2 separate regions of the Danio rerio genome follow, and region 2 is linked to region 1. Evidence: chromatin contacts called from public HiChIP or PLAC-seq data. All regions are on one chromosome and are shown on one strand. The core of a region is the stretch at or near the end of the contact, and the rest is flanking DNA. Distances in the headings are between cores, read along the strand shown.

Region 1 (5,752 bases), core at 1,808-4,307:
TATATAAGGTTTTAAAATAGTTTTTTGGTGATTAAGTGTCGGCCTGATAGGGTAGCTTTAATTGGACATTGGAAAATTAAGACCTGGTAAGACCTACAACACACATTTTCAGTGAATTTAACACTTTTTAGGGCTTACAATTTTGTTTTTGAAATGTAAGACTTTTTAAGACCTTGTGGAAACCCTGTTGTTGGTGCCAGACAGACTGGTTTCAGAAACTGCTGATTTACTGGGATTTTCTTGCACAAGCATCTCTAGGGTTTATAGAGAATGGTCCAAAAAAGAGAAAATATCCAGTGAGCGGCAGTTCTGTGTGCACTGAAGTCTTGTTGATGCCAGATGTCAGAAGAGAATGGCCAGACAGGTTCGAGCTGATAGAAAAGGCAACAGTAACTCAAATAACCATTCGTTACAACCGAGGTATGCAGAAGAGCATCTCTGAATGCATAACACGTCCAACTTTGAGGCGGATGAGCTACAGCAGCAGAAGACCACACCGGGTGCCACTCCTGTCAGCTAAGAACAGAAAACTGAGGCTACAATTCACAATTGCTTACCAAAATTGGACAATAGAAGATTGAAAAAACATTGCCTGGTCTTATGAGTCTCGATTTCTGCTGTGACATTCAGATGGTAGGGTCAGAATTGAACAAAATTAAAGCATGGATTCATCCTGCAATGTATCAACAGTTCAGGCTGGTGGTGGTGGTGGTGTAACGGTGTGGGGGATATTTTCTTGGCACACTTTGGACCCATTAGTACCAATTGGGCATCGTGTCAATGCCACAGTCTACCTGAGTATTGTTGCTGACCCAGTCAATCCATTTTTGACCACAGTGTACCCATCTTCTGATGGCTACTTCCAGCAGTATAACATGCCAGATCATAAATCGCTAATCATCTCAGACTGGTTTCTTGAACATGACAACGAGTTCACTGTACTCAAATGGCCTCCACAGCCACCAGAACTCAATCCAATAGATCACCTTCGGGATGTGGTGGAACAGGAGATGGAGGTGCAGCCTCTGCAGCAACTATGTGAGGCTATCATGTCAATATGCACCAAAACCTCTGAGGACTATTTCTAGTATCTTGAATCTATGTCATGGAGGATTAAAGCAGTTCTGAAGACCAAAAGTGGGTCCAACCCAGTACTAGTAAAGAGTACATACAATTTATAATATCGTTGTGCATAATCACAATAGAAACATAATAGTTTGGTAATCGGTAATTATGGTTACTGTTTTGTAAGCGGGCGACACAATGGCTCAGGTTAGAACTGTCACCTCACAGCAAGAAGGTCGCAGGTTCAAGTTGGTTCGAGTCCCAGCTGGGAAAGTTGGTATTTCTGTGTGGAGTTAGCATGTTCTCCTCGTCTTCATGTGGGTTTCTTTCAGGTACTCCGGTTTCCCCCACAGTCCAAAGACATGCGCTATAGGTGAATTTAATAAACTAAAATAGCCGTAGTGCATGTGTGTGAATGTAAGAGTGTATGGTGTTTCCCAGTTCATGGTTGCAGCTGGAAGGGTATCCACTGTATAAAACATGTGCTGGACAATTTGGTAGTTCATTCCGCTGTGGTGACCCCTGATGAATAAAGGGGCTAAGCCGAAAGAAAATGAATGAATGAAGCTAAAGCCAACTTTAGCCTCCTTAAAGTTCATATGCAAAAAGTAGACAAAAGCATATAAGCAATGCATGCCAGATTACATTAAATGCAACAAGGATCAGTGTGGTTTTGTGCTGACTACATTGTTTTTGTGCGGTAAATAATTGGTTGAAAACTGCAGAGAAAAAGAAACCATCAACATTAAAGAGACATTTAAAAACCAAGAACTGTCATTTTTCCAGTTCAGCTTATGTAATGCTAATCATTGGGTTGGGTCTCTGCAGTCCAATTTAAATACACTGAATCGTTTGATTTGAGAACATTTTGTTCACTTTTGTGTGTGAAAACTTAAAAACTACAGTTGGGTTGTTAATTTGAAGCCCAGTGTGAAATCTACGCCCTGAAACAACTTCAGGAACCACTTGGTTGAACATAGCAAAACAAAACACCAGTGATGATGAGAAAAAGCAAACCGGTAAGTGTGGCAGCAATCCCTGAAGACGTGGAAAAACAGGTCAGAAAGACAAACAGAATGATTTTAAGAGGAGAGAGTGAGTAGAGAGGGAGAAGCACACAGAGAAAACTGAGGGAGGAAGACCAATATAGCCCCAAATTGGAGGATGTGTTTTTTGGTCAGAAACCCATCTCTAAAATTAGCCAAGGATGTAAATTCCACAACGGTTCTGGCTTTGTGTGTTCAGATGTAAAAGAGGGCGATGGAAAAGACAAGAAATAAATATAAAAGGAAAAACTCATACTTGAACTGTATAATGATGATTTTTACAATGGGAGCTCTTTAAAGAGCGGGGACATTTTCAAAGCCACTGTAAAGAAGGAGGAAACCTAAAAATGAAAGCCACAGGCCTCACACAGGACATTTTACCACTAAGGTTAAACCATGTGTACAGCGCATAAAGCACCACAGCCCAGCCTTCAACACAGTCCTCACCTATACTGTTGTAGCCTGTAATTTAAGCTGAACACACATATTGGGGAAAATATGACTACTAATCCACATTAAGAGTTAATTCTGTTCATGGGAATGGTCCTGCTAGCATGTTTATGTAAATCTATACCTCAATCATGTGCTAAGCAGTTGTTAAATATATAACCTACCCATCTTGCTTTCAGAGCAACCTGACACTGATTTTCCCTTTCTTTTCATCGGTATTCTCTTTTGTATTTTCTTTACTGTCAACATGAAATGTCATTCACAACCCTTTATTTTCACAACGTGACGTATTTCCAGCTGAAATTAGATATTTGATGGGTAAAGAAAAAGAAATGTAGGGAGTGACTTGTTTTTGTTCGTCGGCATTGACTGTTGCTTTTGAATTTTAAACATCACAGTATTGTAAAAAAAAATGATAACCTACCTGAGTTATGAATTCAACCTCGCAAAACTTCGCACGTGAGCAAGATGAAAAAAAGCGTGATGTGAAAGAGTTTAACAGTAACGTTGAATGTCGTTGTTTTGAGCTGTTCATTCACTAACATGACTCCAATGAGTCGACTCTTTTTCACCGAATCCCAAAATGCAGCAAGAGTCAGAGCTAGTTCCGGTTCTTTTAATGATTTTATTTATTTATTTATTTATTTATTTATTTATTTATTTATTTATTTATTTATTTATTTATTTTAATTTAATCTAATCTAATCTAATCTAATCTAATCTAATCTAATTTAATTTAATTTAATTTAATTTAATTTAATTTAATTTAATTTTATTTTATTTAATTTTATTTTATTTAATTTAATTTAATTTAATTTAATTTAATTTAATTTTATTTTATTTTATTTAAGTAAAGAGGTAGATCAAATTAGGCCTACATATAGAGACTAATAATACAGATAAATAAAAAAAGTGCACAGAATTTTACCTCTGCTGAAAAATCCAGCTTAAACCAGCAAAGGCTGGTTGCTGGTTTTAGCTGGTTGACCAGCCTGGTTTTAGAGGGGTTTCATCCATTTCCAGGCTGGCTTCCAGCCATTTCCAGCCTGGTCTTAGCTGGTTAGGCTGGAAAAAGACTAGCTAAAACCAGCTTGACCAGCCTGGTTTAAGCTTGACATAGCTGGTTAGGCTGGTCAAGCTGGTGCTAACCAGCTAAGATCAGGCTGGAAATAGCTGGAAACCAGCCTGGAAATGGTCAAAACCCCTTTAAAACCAGGCCGGTCAGCTAGCTAAAACCAGCCAAACAGCCTATGCTGGATTAATCTGTTTTTTCAGCAGGACTGCAAAGACAAACTAACGCCAGGGTAACAAAAATAAAAATAATGAGAAGTTACACCTTAAAGAGACACAAAAAAAGAACAAGGATACAGTTTTGTTGCTTTTGGATAAGAAAAAATGCTGGATAGCTTCCAAATATTGGTCTAGGTAAATTGTAAATAGATCAAAAAAGGTTTAGAGCCACTAAACGTTGTTTGTGAATATGAAACTTGCCTATTAGAAGAATACATAAATTAATTACATACACTTTTTCCAAGTTTTTTTCAGACTCGTCAAACAACCCAAAGAACATATCTTTAAATGAAAAAGGAAAAGTCACTCATAATATAAGATTGCATACTAACAAATCTGACCAGAATCTCTCTCTGTAGGAGCACTGCCGAAACAATAGAGTCTTCCTCCGAAGAGTGACAAGAGGAGCAGTTCATATCAATGTCAGACTTATATTTCTAAAGACAGGTCTTAGTAGGATAACATTTGTGAATTAATTTAAATATTACTTCTTTTACTTTATTAGTAATCAGATATTTGTGAGGCAAAGTCCATACTTTCTCCCATGGAATATTTTCAACAGCATTGTTCCAATAAGGTATTACATAAGGGATTGTTATTATCTCTCTCGGGAAGAGGCTTCTAATTTTACAGTAATTTTTCTGTTGGTCTGCTGAAAAACACACTTCCAACCACTGTATCAGTTAAATTCAGTGTGAGTGTATGGCAATGGGAATTTGACCAGAAGGGATAGAATTGACAACATGACATATTCACTAGTAGTAGCAGGAATGTTAAACTTCTTTAAGAAATCTGTATAGTTATAAAGTCTGCCTTCTGAGTTAAAGTTCTATTAATGAACTATTCAAAGGATTATGGAGGACAAAACCTGCAAAAATGAATAAATAAATATATAAATAAATTTGTAAATAAATCCATACAGTCACAACAGTATCTGGATGCAGGTATTATGATGCAAGCTGAGATTGCATCGCTCAGCGATGCAATGTCAGACATTCCTGCATAAATAAAATAATAAATAAATAAATGTACATAAAAATCCACAAATTCCTGCATAAATGAATATATAAATAATCGATAAATAATTAAATAAATGACACAAATGTTGGGCGAATAAGAAAATGTTAAACTGAACGTTTATTTTTCCTCTTTTTAAGCGATTATTCAACTTAGTTGCATATTTACTTTTCCTCAGGTCAACTAATGAGAGGGTGTCTGTCAATCATCAGAAGGCGGTCTTGATGCCATCATTGATTGATCGTTAGAAAAGTTTTGCATTCTATAATTTTGACTGGCTTCTGATAATTGACAGACACCCTCTCATTAGCATGTTGACCTGAGGAAAAGTAAATAACGTTATGGAACTACGTTCAAGAAATGAATAAACGTTTGACAGTGGGAAAAAATAACACACAAAACACAAAATTTACACAACATTCGTGTAATTTATTACATTATTATATATTTTTTATAATATAATTTGTGTGTGTGTGTGTGTGTGTGTGTATATATATATATATATATATATATATATATATATATATATATATATATATATATATATATATATATATATATATATATATATATATATATATATATACTTATTTGTGTGCATATTTCTTTATTTAATGTTTTATTTATGCAGGAATTTGTGGATTTTTGTATATACATTTATTTATTTATTTGCATATTTATTTCTTGTTTTGTAGGTTTCGTCCTCCATAAAGGACACGTTTACAGAACTAAATCCCTAAAGCAAAAAGATTGCGACGCAAAAAAAACTTGAGTAGCTATTCCGCAAAACAGGTGGGTATTCTGGATTAGGTATTTTACGTTAATTGATCGTAATCAATTTTCCTCAAGGTCAAATAGGCCTATGCAAATATACATTAAATATG
Region 2 (5,752 bases), core at 1,869-4,368, 140 kb after region 1:
CACAGAGGGCCCATACACAGGGCCCCCTGCCCCCCTTGTGAACCCTGAAACATCCCGCCCACGAGTGGCTATGGACAGGCTATCATCCAGGCCTCGAGCTGCACTGGGTATAGTTCCTGGTTCATTGTAATCGGTGCGAAGGTCCCTGTCTCCCATCTTGTTGATAGAATTATGAGCTTTCTGAGCACTCTTAATGTCCACAAAATCCACAAAAGCTGCCACTCCACCTTCCGATCCACGTTTAGGGAGAACCTTGACACTCTCCACTCGTCCATACCTGAAAAAAAGAGAACACAAAAAGCATTAACTATTTAGCCATCACTAAATGAACTTCATATTTGCAGTCAACGATGTTAAAAAAACAAACAAAAAAAACATCTTGTATACTGCCAATCTGCAAAGGTCAGAATAGATGGTGCAAAAGCCTGAGTGAAAACAAACCTTCATGCCAGTCATGTGCAATATGTAAATAAGGCTATTCAAATAAAACAGCCTGTCTCCTGCATCAACTCTCAAAGATCTCTCAAAGCACAGTATGAATGGAATAAACCATATGCCAGTAATGCCTCCTTTCATTTGGCTATTTAAAATAATTACAAAAAGAAAAAAATATATATCAGATTTTGATGATCCATGTCTGGTGCACCAAAATAACCAGAGCAGCCTTTTTCTTCAGTGATTTTTATCAAATGTATAGATTTCGTTTAAATGTAATGCTTTTTTCTATGTCATACTATCCTTTGTACCTCTTTGCTAGGTTTCATAAAATTACATCCCTTCTTATTTTTGTTCTGTAGAAACTTTGACATATAGTGCTTGTATAAACTACATATGCATTTATTAAACATTATATGCATTTATTAAACATTAATTTGCTGTCAATCATCACAAGAATAAACAAAACATATGTAAATGAACGTCAGGCGTTCATGAGGCTTAAAACAACACTTGGTTTGCAAACTATAAACAATAGGCATTCAAATTGTGCTCTAGGTGAGCAGCTGTCTGACACACCAGTTCTCACACTCACAACACAATCTCCGTCGCCATTTTACAAACCTATTCACACTGCTTATTCATTCTCCCGTCCCCCATCTTCAATAAGTACCTCTGCCGCACTGACCTGAGCTTTGACAGTCACCGTACACAAATCACTTCAGGGTACTTAAATATGTCGCATTTTATTTTAGAAATCTAGATTTATGCGTTTATCTCTGGTTTTCTCGGACAACAATTCCTCCTTTATTATTCCTTCCTAAAATGAACATAAGCGGGATTTAATTTAGTTCCCGTTCAAAGGGCGACCGTTATTACAACGATTCAAAGCTAACTTAAATGGACAGGCATTTGAACAAAAGGCTGCCGTTGAGACAACAAAGCGGTGGGTTCAAAATGAATTAATTATTTACTCAATCTTTTTTGCAGGTTCTTATATTAGCGTACCTCCTGTGTGCTCAACTCGCAAAGTAATACCTTAGGATATTGAGGCATGTTCATTAAACTTAAGTCCGAACATCTGCATTAATCAGGTACATATCTTTCAAAAATACCATTACAATAAGTTTGGTCACACCTGCATTTTTAAACGCTAACCTTACCTTGGGGTGTTTGAGCGTACGTGTAGGTAATGAATGTGGTCAATAATGGAAGTCAAGACAATCAAGGGAATTTCGTACACAATAAACGTTGTTTCAAAGCAGATTTATGAAAATGTATATCTTAATGCTTCAGAAAGCACGAATGATAATATAGTTTGAGTCATAATATAGTTTACATTTTGCGACGATGTAAACAATCGGACAATTTAGATTTGCTCAATATTATCGCTTTCAGTGGCTAATTAATGTGGGTAAAGTTTGGATATGTTAAAAATATATAGCCTATATATGCTGTGTGATAATGTACCTTTAGGATAATATAAACAATCACGTACGTTAGCCATTTAAATTAAGTAATACACAATACTGCGATGTCACTACTGGGATCCATCTCGCCACTGTTTCCGACTTGAACTTAGATAACAGATTTACACAATTTAGTTTCAAGAAACCGTGTCATTATGACTCGGTTATGCATTCCAACCATAAATCAGGTGACTTTTGAGTGAATTCAACGACACCTGAATCCAAAGGTCAGAAAAATAATAAAACTCTCCAGCATGCGAGTACAACGTGCAGACATTGTTGGCTTTCTATCCGTTTTAACACTAAGAAAATATAAAATCATTCTTAATGCCACGATTTGTGAGTATAAATTATTAATCTCACCGCTACAAAAAGTTCTGACAACTAAACGTCAGGTTGAAGTAAACTGCTGCCACATGTTTACAGAGTGACAATCATAATTTGCATTAAAGTTTTTATTTATAGACGTCCACTCTGGTAATGTTTAACTTCTTGAAGATGCAGCCGCTGACGGTCACCGCTCTCCTGACATTCATGACATCTGAGCTGAATGCTCAAAACAACACCCACTGTATAATGCCTTTTAGTAGACACCATATAGCCAAGTTAATTCAACTAGCGTGCAGCCATCGAGCAGTAGATTTTAAGTGCCTTTAAGTACTGCTGCTGACATCTAGGATGCAAATTAAAGCTGAAGCCAACAATTTTGAAGCAACACAAGTAACGTGCTTGTATGCGACCCTACGTGCTAATTAGCAACCTAGCGACGACTGCGACTCTAGAAAGCTAACTCACTAGCCAGCGTATGTTAAGTCAGCCAAAACAAGCCAACTCCATAGCAGCGTTCCTGCGAAAGTTGCTCCGCACATTTACGTTGTTCAACTCTACACCGGTGTGCCGCTATTGTTTTCGCCCATTCCCTCGAAGAAAGCACATTGCTGGATGTTGCCTTGCTCTCAGCAAATCGTCACTTACCGTTTGAAGTGCTCGATAATTTTTTCCTCTCGTACATTTTCTGGTAAATTTCCCACCCATAAATGTCTGGTTTCCCGGACCATACTGCGTGGTGGTGTCCCCCGGTCATACAGAAGATTTTACTGCGTTAAATCCGACTGAATATGTTAGGATGAGGCGAGTAGTTCCTCTGACTCGACACTACGATTGGACCCGCTTGCACTTGAAAGCTGTGTTGACTACGAGCGCCTGAACCTTGCTGTCGAGGAGCGCGCTCCGGTTCATGACGAGATCGCGCATATGCAATGAGCAGCACCCGGAATACCACATGGATCAAATCGGACAAGACGTGTTCCCTTCAATTTAAATGTTAAAGCTGCACATCCTTTGGATTATTTCACAGGTTAAGATTGAAAGGTAAAATCTCAGATTGCAGTTTAACATTTTACAGGCTATTGGCAAAAGGACTTTTGAAAGCAAGTTACTAATAGTTTCTGGGGTGTTACAATGAGGTTTACCACAAACTATTTTCAACAGTCAGTGGCTGGACGGTGTTCACAGTAGTAATAGCTTTAATACTGCTGCTTTGTATACGTTTGCACATCCATTTGTTTTCCCCAACACCCGTGTGGAGATCGTTTTTGACCTACTACTTGCGAGTTAAAACAATATACGTCACGAGAGACTCTGTTGTTAGATAAACTATTTATTTCACCTAGGCATGATTGAATTAGCTGAGCGATTCTCTCAATATAACAAGCCCCGCCTTTATGGGAGATAAATGCAGTAATCAACATTTGGAGTGGATCAAAATCGTTTTAAGAGAAGAATGGGTATTGTTCAGTTGTTTAGGAGATCTTTGATGAAAGGTTTTGATCCACTTGACTAGTATAATTAAATATATTTCTCATAACTACAAAGATAAGAACGATTACGTTTACATGTTTATCAAAAAGACAGGCATCCTGGTCAATGCAAGCTTAATTATTAATAATAGTACAGCCTACTGACAAAAAGATCAACAGATCATATTTTAAATAGGCTAATGATGATCATTCCACATATTGTGGTGATTAATAATCCATTAAAGCAAGAGACAGAATGACAATCCCATAACATTTCCGTATAAAAAACAGCATTTGACTGTTTTCCAGCTATGCACGAGGCGTGTGATTTGATTCACGCATGCGCCAGAATGCGGCAAAACAGGGACCGCAATGGATGAATCGCGCTTGCGCTTTACACGCCCACACAGAGTTCTGACAAAGAGCAATTACAACCCCTCTGACTGGCAGAAAATTCTGGAACTTGTACTGAGGTGGATGCTTCTCAAGCTGGATCTTGAGCAAGCCACAAAATCTTCAGATTCAGTCTTCACAGGATTTATACATGGACTTCCTGGATCTTCCTAAATCCTTAATATTTATGGAAAAGAAGTAATAAAATGTAATTCTTTTGGGATTGGATTTGAGATTGGTTGCACACTGGAAATACAAATGCGCACTTCAGGCCTAAACCGTAGGCTATTGTTGCATGTTATACAATAAATGAATCCCCTGGATACTCGGACACCACTTGTTTTCCCTTTAATCAACTCGAGACGGTGTGGCCAACGTCTACGGACATGAAGGCATTTACTGCTTTATTAAATTGTTAAAACAAGTTTAACATATGTATTTATCCATGGAATCGATGGGATTATAAACAAAATATCGGCAGAATGTGGAACGTGTATGAAAGAAATTGTCCATGTTTAGTATGAGCGCCTTTAATAACGCATGAAAACATCCTGGAGCAGAACAGTCACCGTGGAGAATTAAACACGTACCTCTTAAATACCAGAGAGATTTATGCGTCACAAACAAAACATGCACTTGATCTTCTTGAATGTTCAGTCGGTGTTTTTTTGGCGCCAGTTATCGAAAGAATGTTCTCTGAAATATGACGCCATTTTGAGCATAACCCAGTGTAGACAAAACCCAGCAAGCACAACAAAAGAAATAAGAGCATTGCGGCCATTTTGTTTCCAATGTAGCTATTTTTAGGTTCAAGTTCAGTTTAACTGCTTTGTGCTTGACTGCTTCCAAAAAAGCCCGACTGAATTAAATTGTTACATGCTCAAAATGTTAAAACCCAGTAATTATTTTGTTAGTGGAACTGTCTTTACAGTGAATAACAGTAACTATTATTTGAATCATGGAAGACTTCTCCAATTCTGTTTTCATCCAAAATAGGCAGAACTTTACTTTGTGGCAGTGTTTGATAATGTTAGACAAATATACATTATCTGAACAAACCAAATTATATATTTATTGAATTCACCATGCACTTATTCAGTATTTATAGATTTATTATTCTGATGATGGCATTCATGTTTTGTTTATGTAGCCTAGTAAGAAAATATTGAAAGATTAAAGCATTCATAATAGCAAGGACAAAATAGCACATATATCTTAAATAATACTTTAATGTACACTATTTCATAAAGGCGGATACAACTGATAAAGTGAAGTTCAATCAAATTTTCCCAGTTTCCTATGTTCTCCTTGGTTACCAGGTCTTTTAATTTGTCCTTTAGGCTCATGGCTGGTATGCTGCAAAATAAAAAGTGTTTTTACATTTAATGCTCTGAATATTTCTTAAATATATGCTCTGGAGAGATCAGCAAATGCAGTCGTTAGCTCTAACCTGATATATGGCTTCCAAGAGGTCTTGAGATGGTAACAGACATGCAGCTTCACCAATAAAGCAGATTATAACATGGAGGACATCTGACCAAGTTCCCACTGTAATCAGTAACACGAAAAGCCCACCTAGCCGCACAACAACCGTATTGACAATCTGTTGAACAGGCTGTTGTCTCCGATCCTCTAAAAGAATGATTACACTTATTA

The links. HiChIP or PLAC-seq counts read pairs in DNA pulled down with a chosen protein or histone mark.
Region 2: an H3K4me3 HiChIP or PLAC-seq map of embryo shows a contact between it and region 1, with 2.5 times the contacts expected there. The contact joins the promoter of spen here to the promoter of fam131c in region 1. A contact is called at or near these places in 1 of 18 Hi-C or Micro-C datasets (fibroblasts) and 1 of 4 datasets of contacts at active chromatin or transcription factors (embryo).

Annotation. Positions count from the first base shown.
Region 1 is chr23:27,281,737-27,287,488 of GRCz12tu, forward strand. It overlaps fam131c (family with sequence similarity 131 member C), which reads right to left and starts at 3,058. Exons shown (of 8, transcript NM_001033590.1): 1 at 2,986-3,058.
Region 2 is chr23:27,421,972-27,427,723 of GRCz12tu, forward strand. spen (spen family transcriptional repressor) reads right to left here and starts at 3,119. Exons shown (of 15, transcript XM_073938998.1): 1 at 2,880-3,119; 2 at 1-277. It overlaps tmem82 (transmembrane protein 82), which reads right to left. Exons shown (of 7, transcript NM_001199740.1): 6 at 5,547-5,728; 7 at 5,308-5,452. The coding sequence ends at 5,372.